Linked DNA regions of Mus musculus: region 2 is linked to region 1. The links are chromatin contacts, called in public HiChIP or PLAC-seq maps. All regions are on one chromosome and are shown on one strand. The core of a region is the stretch at or near the end of the contact, and the rest is flanking DNA. Distances in the headings are between cores, read along the strand shown. Region 1 holds the start of Kbtbd2 (kelch repeat and BTB (POZ) domain containing 2). Region 2 overlaps Vopp1 (vesicular, overexpressed in cancer, prosurvival protein 1).

Region 1 (4,349 bases), core at 354-2,853:
AAAGTTAGCATATTTTACAGCACTGTACTTATGGAAATAAAATAGAGAATAATTACAGTACTTATCTGAAGAGAGGAAATAAGTGTGGAAACACACGGATTACATACAAAGAATGCTCAACGGAAAAGCCGTAGTTGCCAAGAATTATATACCCTCTCTTAAGATTTCTGGCCCTGATCTAAAGGAACCTAGAAAAGCGTTAAACCAACAAAAGAGCAAAGCAGAAAGGCATAACCTTATCAGACAGACGAAACGAACAGCAACGTTTCACATCACAGAGGCTGGGAAAAACAACTGACTTGGCTTTTCAAATGGATCTTAGATTACAAATAAAAGCTTCATCCACAGTCTGACTAGACGAAGTCATTCTCACCTGCAAAAGATCTGGTCTATATTACTCAAATCTGGGGAAGAATTCACAACTCCAAAGAAATGAAGAAACTAAAATAAACTGTATTAACTCACAGGAAGAAAATATAATTTCAGTCAGAGCACACCGCTGATAGGGCCGTTCCTCAGTGTCTGCTCAGTGAGCCAGACTTACAGATTCATGTATAAACAACACGTGACCAGCACTGTCTTTTTTTTCCCCCCTCGTTTTCACAAAGCTGATATAGCTGTTCACAAAGCAAAGTCTTTCAAGTTTACTATCTTAATTCCTTGCTTAACTTAAAGAGAGGCCACCAAAGAAATTCTAGAGATCTACAGCCCGGAGAATACGCATCCCTTTTCCTTTAGGTAGCTATAAAAAAAAGGAATCTTAAGAGCTACTAGGCCAGGCGCTTGGCGGGGCGGGAAGTGGGGGAGAGCACACGACAGCAGCGCCCAGTCGGCCGACTTAGCGTCCAGTTCCAACCCATGATTTCCGTCTAAAGCAAACAGGTTTCAAAGTGCAGCTTCCCCTTCCCACAGCAGAGCACAAGCAGGCCGAGGACAACAGGACCCCGGCTAACCTGGCTAACTCTTGGTTACTGCCGATGTGCCAAGAAAAAGAATTATAATAATACTTTTTTTTTTTTTAAAAAAAAAAAAAAAAGGGCAAGGACGCGGTCGCCCTTCTCCGGCGGCCGCGACACGAGCCGGGCAAAACAGCTCTCCCTCAGAAAGGACGCCGCCCCGAGCCCCGCAGCTCGCGCAAGGCCGCGCCGGAAACACCGCGCGCTCGGCGGAAGCGCCCCAGTTTGAAAGCCGCCGCCGCCGCCCCGGGCCACAAAGGCCGCCCGCCAGCCTCGCGCCCGGCCGGGCTCACCTCGTCCCCGGTCGCCCAGCTCACCGCGCCGCTCCGCCGGGCTGCACTCACGCGGCCGCACGCACGGCGGGGGCGTGGCGCTGCGGGGATCCGGGCCGCTCGCTTCCGCCCCCGCTTCCGCTTCCTCGCGCCTCCTGGGCTGGGCCGTCACGGCCTGCCGCCCGCGCCAGTGCCCGCGCCCGCTCCAGCAGCGGCTCTGCGGGCTCCCGGGTGCCCGCGGCTGGACCCCGCCTTCATCTGGCTCACCGCGCCCTTTTCCTCTGCCCCACCGGAAAGCCAAAACAATCGGAGCCGCGCAGGCGCGGGAAGGAAACGGAAAGCAGGAAGGGCGGAGGCGGCGCGAGGTGACGCTGGCGTCTGGGTCCGGGCTTCCCGGGCTGCTAAGGCGCGTGCGCGTAGCAGAGCGGGGTCGCGCCGGCCACCCATCCTCAGGGATGGCCTAGAAAAATCAGTTCCCAAAGTTCTATTCAGCGGCACTTGGACTTCTGTGCAGCCGCAGTTGTTCGTGTTTGAGGTGTCCACCCGAGATACAGACATTTGCAGGCTGGGCCAGAGTGGGGGCCAGCACTGCACCCCGGGAAGCTGAAGTTAGGGGAGGAGGACATTGGACCGTTTGCTATATGGGCTGCTTTCCTTAGTTCCAGCCTCCATCGCTTTCAGAAGTTCCGCTTGCTAAGGCCTTGGAAGTATTGGCACCATCGAGATAACCCGCAGTTTGGAAGCGAATGGGTGCAGAGGACGGTCTCCACAAATGATGCCTCCAGCCAGTTTTTACTGCAATGCAGCAGACACCCTCCATGCCCCAGATTTCAAAGCAAAGCCTTGAAGTAGCAAGTGCCTGTGGTCTGCGAGACTTGTTGGCAAGCAAAAATGTTATAGATTTGCCTAAAGATACATGTAACGAAAACGAAACAAAAAACGTTCAGAATTGCCTACTTCCTAACTTCAACTGTTAGAACAAGTCCAGTTTTGAAAATAAGAATGGCCACATATAAAGCATTAGGCAAAGAGACAGACACCTCTAATCCCAGATGGCAGGAGGCTAGAGAAAGGATATCAGGAATTCCCGGCTGTCCTTCGCTAAATAGTGAGTTCAAATTTTAACAGGAGCACATGAACGACACCAGACTATTTAAAAGTGCTGGTTTGGTAGAGGGGGTTAACAGGCCCTCAGAATGCATTACAGAGCATTACAATGCAATGCATCTATCTTGCTTCCCTGTAAGGATACAAAGAAAATCTTGTCTGCTCTCAAATACAATGTATCTATCCACTCCATTTTGCTGTCTTGTAATAATACAAAGAAAATATAGTTAACCGTGCTGGTATACAATGTATCTATCCACTCTAATTTTGCTTCCCTGAAATAATACAAAGAAAATCTAGTTGACCGACGTCGTTGTGAACACCTAGCACATAGCACAAGGAACTTCTTTGTAGTTAATGGGACTGCTCTTCATCTTGACTGCGTGAATATGGAATTCCTAGGTCACGACCCAATAACGATAAAGTTTACAAAGTTTAATCTGGGCATAGTGGCATAGGCCTGTAATCTCAGTATGCCAGAGTTAGGTAGGCAGATTTCTATAAATTCAAGGACAGCCTGGTCTAAATAGCAAGTTACTTGTTATAAGCCAGCCAGTAAGTGAGTCCCTGCCAAAAAAAAAAAAAAAAAAACCAAAACAAAAGAAAAAAAAAGAAAAAAGAAAGTAGCGTTTATATAAAAGATGATGTAGTCCAAATAAGGTTTTTAGTCTATTTAATTGCTTTTGCTAATACCAGCTTCATAGTTTTGATAATATACTATAGTTATCTAAGATGGGAAGTCACTAGAGGGGTTTTCAAAGAACATTCTACTTTTGTTACTTTTTATGCTATGTGTGTGTGTGTGTGTGTGTGTGTGTGTGTGTGTGTGTGTGAGTATGTGTGTGTGCGTGTATGTGAGTGTGTGTGTCTATGTGATTCTTGAGAGGTCAGTGTTCATGCCACCACACTTGTGTGGCAGTCAGAGGACCACTTTGCAGATTTCCTTCCACCCTTGTGTGGCTTCCAGAGATGGCACTCAAGGTTGCCAGGCTTGGAGAGCAGGCTTCTTTGCCTGCTGAGCCATCATGGGCTCATATTTTTTATACTTTTTATGAATCTGTAATAAAAAAAATCTCCAAAATGTGGGGCTAGAGACATGATTCTAAAGTTAAGACCACTAAATTCCAGAGGACCTGGGTTCAATTCACAGCATCCACATTGTTGGGGGCCACAAAAGTCCTTATATTTCAAATAAGCACCAGGGAAACCAGGAATGTTAAACATACAGGGTATTTCCACAATGGAGGAAGTAAAATACTTGCATCCTATCCAAAAACCTGAGAGTGGGTGTTGTTAACATGTGGTAACCTTTTGCTCTCTGTAGAGGTAGAATTCACCTAAATCCCTCAGAATAATTATTCCAGACTCTTCACCCCTAAACCTTTTATCTTTAGCTCCTAATTAATAGACCCATCATTAGGGGAGGTAGCCTGTTGACCTCTATTCTATCTTGATCTGAGATGACACCAGGATTGTATTATACCAAAAAAACTTCTCTCCCAAATTATACTGTATTTAAATATTCTTCACGTGGTACACAGATATGCATGCAAGCAAAACATCTATGCCACAGACCGGGCTCAGTGGGCCCTCCTTAATCCGTGCAAATCAGAGTCTCGGACAGATGGGCATAGAGTCTGTGAGTGACAAACAGAAGCGACACAAGAGAGTGTGAAGACTCTGAGTGTAATTTGTCAAATCGAGCATCAAACTTTTTATACAGAAGAGTAACAAGAAACCAGGCGAACACATCCACTAAGTTACAGTGACACAATACAAAAGGAATGTATACATCAAAAGATGGCACGGACCAGGCCGTGTTTACCACTAAGAAGGGAGCCAGGTGTAATGCTAGTCTATTGTTAAGCCTACCACTAGGGGTTCTTAGTAAATGCCTGATTTATGCTGTTTCTTTGAGCCACATGAAGAAACCTGTCTTGGGGGATTCCCTCACTCTTCATGGTAAACCTACCTATTCACTAGGCCATTGTGTATTTCCTTGTTTGGGTGAGAC
Region 2 (4,356 bases), core at 855-3,354, 990 kb after region 1:
TTTATGCAAACATGAAACATTATGATTCTTGAATTTAAAAAATGCTTATTTGCTCTGTGTCTCAGTCACTGTCTGTCTGTCTGATTATTATCTTCCCTCAACCCCCCAGTGAAAGACCTTCCCCAGTCTTCCAATCCCTCACTCAATGGTATCTATGTCCTACTATTTACTTCCCTAAAGCTCCCACAAATAGCTCTTGTTACTTTCCTAGTTTCTACAGCTACTAGAATTATATACTCTCATCAGAAATTTGTGACCTAGGAATTACAAATAATAGAGAACATTTGTCTTTCTGGGGCTGAATTATTACACTCGGTATATAGGTCTATCAATTTCATGATTTCATATTTCTTTGAAGTAGAATAATATTACATTGTGTGTATGTGCCATATTTTTGTTAGCCATTCATCGCTGAAGGACATATAGGTTGTTTCCATTTCCTAGCTATTGTGGACAGAGCAGCATGAACATAGCTGAGCGAGCATCTCTGGAATAAGATGTTAAGTCCTTTGGGAATATGCTAAGCAGTGATATAGCTGGATCACAAGTAATAATCTTTTTAGCACTTTGTATTTTTCTGTTTCTTTGTGTTTTGTTGATGTTGCTGTTGTTGTTTTATTTTGTTTGTTCAGGTTTTCTCTGGCTGCCCAGGGACTTTTGTACTTCCATGTGAATTTTAGGATGATTTGTCTGTCTCCGTGAAATATTTGTGTTTTACTTGGTTGTAACATTAGAGTAATATTGGATTGTAAAAGAAGCATGAATTATCCCTTTCACTTCTATTTGTTTGAATGATTTAAGAAGTATTGGCTGGAGATTTAGGAAAGTCTGATAGAATTCTGCTATGAATTTGTTTAGACTTGGGCTTTTTTCTTTAAGTTGGAACTCTATCACTATTTCTGTTAAAGTAACTTCTTTGCCTTATGTAATTGTTATCTCAGAGGCTTACTGCTGAATAAGTTTGCCCTCTCTAGCTCTTTCTGAAATCTGGCTGGCTTGTTCAGCTCAGCTGTTCTGGCACAAACGCCTCTCCAAGCTAACTGATTCAATCTGGCTTCTCTCAGCTTCTCACTGAGCTGCTCTTCTTGGTCTCAGAGTAACTCTGGCAATCTGTTCTAATCTGGCTCCTTCTCATTCTCTGGTTCATTCTGTCTTCACCTGTGTCTCGGCTGTTCCCTCTGCAACCTGTCTCTGTAAAATATCCCTGAAAAACTACCTCTGGACTTCACAAACTTAACTGCCGAAACCTCCACTCTACTGCACTTTCTATCCAATAACTCAATCCTATAAAAGAAACCGCTCCTGGAGAAAAAAAACTGACCACAGTCAAATCAGCAGGAAGGCACTATACTTACATATAGTATGTGGGATAGAGTCCTTCAAAATACCAGCAATGTTTTTTGGCCTCAGTGCACTAGAAATAAAAGCAAAAACAAAACAAAAAAAACTTTGTCAGTGGTTTGTACACTACTGAAAAGGTCTCAGGAAGTTAACAAAGAAAGAGCAGCAATGGAGGAAATCACAAACGGCTAGCAGAGAAGCAGGCAGTGAGTGAGTAACGAGAAATCCCATCTCCTCCCTTTCTCATAGATGCTTCATTTCTTCAAAACCTTTTTAAAAAGAGGGAAACAGAAGCAGCTATTTTCCTATGCCTCTAATTATTATTCACAAATATTTCCTTAAAAGGGTAAACAAAAGACAATCCTTGGGCAGGGGTGGGGGGAGTTGCTAAGAATCAAATATGGGGCCCTGTGTATACTAGGCAAGTGGTCTAACCACTCAGCTACACTCAATCTCCATTTAAAATTGTATGACACTTCAAAATAGTAAATAATGAATAATTCAAAGCACTGGGAGCTCTATTTCCCCAATACTTTTCGTTTTGACAGGCATCTCCCACATACTGTCACATTTCTAGATCTCTATGTTTTGCAATATCATGAAAGTCACACTCAAACTATTCACTCCAAAGTAGTGGACCCTGTCTGTCGGACAGTGCAAGTGAGGTTTCCTCAGCAGCGCATAAGAGCTCCAGATCGAGTGTTCTCTTAGATGTAAGAAAGGAGAGGACTGCCACCATTGTCTGCCGAAGTTCCTCTTCTTAACCAACTCCACCCCCTTGGGGCTAGGCCACCAAGTAGCACTGACACAGGGTTCCCTGAGTTCTTCCCTGTTGCTGTCCTCAGCAATTTCTCTCAGGTCATCTGCATCCCTTTGTGACTCCCCAGCAACCTTACAGGGACACCACATTTGGCTGGAACCCAGGTAGGCTGCCTTCCTCCATCTCCAGGGTACCTTTCCAGGGTACACATAATCTGATCACTCCTGCACCCCTCAGCACATCCCTCCTGCCAGGTAGGCTGCCCATGCCTTCTTCCACCTCCCCACCTCCATTAGGGGTACACCTAACCTGATCACTTCTGCAAACCTCTTGCCTATCTCCATTTCTTTGAGACTCACCACCAACTGTGGCCAGACCCAGGATGCCTTCAGTTCTCCCTCTGATGCCCTCCACAGAGCAAGATCCTGCGTTCTACTCAAGAAATCTTCATAGTCAGCACCCTTTCTCCTGTCTTTAAGAGAGTGCTAAATCATTATTTGTCAGTATTGTATGACTTGCTAATTGCATTTTTTTCTTTAAGACTGTGAAGGATTCTAAGTATCATGCTCTTTTGCTTTATATTAAAAGATACTGTGGGATAATCACAGCCAACCACTGGATTGAGCCAGGGGACCCCAATGGAAGAGCTAGGGGAAGGACTGAAGGAGATGAAGGGGATTGCAAGTCCATAGGAAGAACAATATCAACTAACTGGGTCACCCAGAGTTCCAGGGACTAAACCACTAACCAAAGAGTATACATGGAGGGATCCACGGAGGGATACATATGAAGCAGAGGATAGTCTTATCTGGCATCAATGGGAGGGGAGGCCCTTGGTCCTGTGGAGGCTTGATGCCCCAGTGCAGGGGAATGCTAGAGGGGTGAGGTGGGAGTGGGTGAGTGGGTGGAGGAGCACCATCATAGAGGCAAAGAGGAGGGAGGATGGGATGGGTGTTTGTGGGGATGAAACTGGGAAGGAGGATATCATTTGTAATATAAACCAATAAAATAATTAATAAAAAATAAGTAAAAAATACTGATTACAAGAAGCTTTATTCTCTGTTAAAAATCCTGAAGAAGTGCTGATGAAAAAGAGAGTGCCCTTAAAACCAAGACTTCATAGTAATAGTCACTTAGGGACTTGATGGAAGCTATATTCCATCCCTAATTGTACTGTGGAGACCTTGATGACTTCTAACAAGCAATATTCCTAAAGTCAGCCACTCTCTTAAAGACTTTGGGAAGATGCATACCGTAAGACACAAGTTAGTACTAACTACATATCCCTCTGGGGGAAAAAAATCTGTGAGCACCTATAGTGTTATGGATACAGTTTCTCTGCCTGGTTTTAACTAAAGAGATGCAAAGCAACAGATGTTGTAAAGGTACTAAACTCAATTACATAAACATCCTTATCTCCTGCAGATAAAATTATTCCATAACCAAAATTAAAAGTCAAACAATAGTAAGGATCTACATAATGTGGAAATTAAATATCATTGAACAGCTGAAAGGTTGGCAGAAGAAAAAATACAAGGAAACGAGCAACTTCTACAATGGCAGGTTCATATAAAACCTAGGGAAGGAAGGGTTCCAGATCTGGAAATGAGAGCAAACACCGTCCTCTTGCAGACTACAAATAGTTGTTGGAAGAAGGGAGAAGAGTTACAAACCAAAAGGTTTCCTTTTCTGGCCCCAAAATGGCCACTGCCAGGAATAACCAAAGAATGGTGTCCGGATGAGAAGTAACCCCACATGTCCCTTATAGCCAGTCATTACCAGGGGTCGGCAGAAGCACTGAAGAAATCCAGGAAAACAAAAGATTATAGTCTTGCAATGCTGATTACTATAGTTTGGGGAAGGTATCAACATAAAGGAAATGTTCAAAACAACTTGGCCATAATTAACAATAATAAAGAGCTTATATAATTCCTTAAGAAAATATAAGCTTTTTAATTAGAAAGATAGAAAAGGAAGCCCTGATATCCCCTGACGAGAAGAATATAAAGGAGAAGACAAGATGCACAATTCTGCCGGGAGAATAATGTGTCTGAGGACTGCACTTTTTCCACACATCATGTTTATTTTCCACACATTTTTATTTTCTAAAGTATATGTCTTTATTTGTTTTGTAGTAGGCTTGAACCTTGAGCTAGGCATTTCTGTAGTAGGACTGAACCTGTGCTAGGCATGTGCTCCAGTTGCATACCTCCACCCCAGCCCCTATCCCTGTAGTCTCCCCTCCTCCAGCCTGA

Evidence for each region. HiChIP or PLAC-seq counts read pairs in DNA pulled down with a chosen protein or histone mark.
Region 2: a contact with region 1 is called in an H3K4me3 HiChIP or PLAC-seq map of bone marrow-derived macrophages, with 5 times the contacts expected there. The contact joins the enhancer-like site here to the promoter of Kbtbd2 in region 1. A contact is called at or near these places in 1 of 39 promoter capture datasets (cranial neural crest) and 6 of 115 datasets of contacts at active chromatin or transcription factors (bone marrow-derived macrophages, embryonic forebrain, embryonic stem cells and 2 more).

Annotation. Positions count from the first base shown.
Region 1 is chr6:56,796,210-56,800,558 of GRCm38.p6, forward strand. It overlaps Kbtbd2 (kelch repeat and BTB (POZ) domain containing 2), which reads right to left and starts at 1,604. Exons shown (of 4, transcript NM_001362210.1): 1 at 1,250-1,604. Gm10209 (oleosin-B6) reads left to right here. Exons shown (of 2, transcript XM_030255710.1): 2 at 1,038-2,217. The coding sequence ends at 1,835.
Region 2 is chr6:57,788,622-57,792,977 of GRCm38.p6, forward strand. It overlaps Vopp1 (vesicular, overexpressed in cancer, prosurvival protein 1), which reads right to left. Exons shown (of 5, transcript NM_146168.1): 2 at 1,356-1,414. Among named protein-coding and RNA genes, the nearest start is that of Vopp1, 34 kb to the right of the region's middle. Within about 2 kb of position 2,105, at least 8 of the 459 cell types and tissues checked have an H3K27ac peak or open chromatin away from gene starts, as enhancers often do. A contact at or near this core is called in bone marrow-derived macrophages, where this site is marked.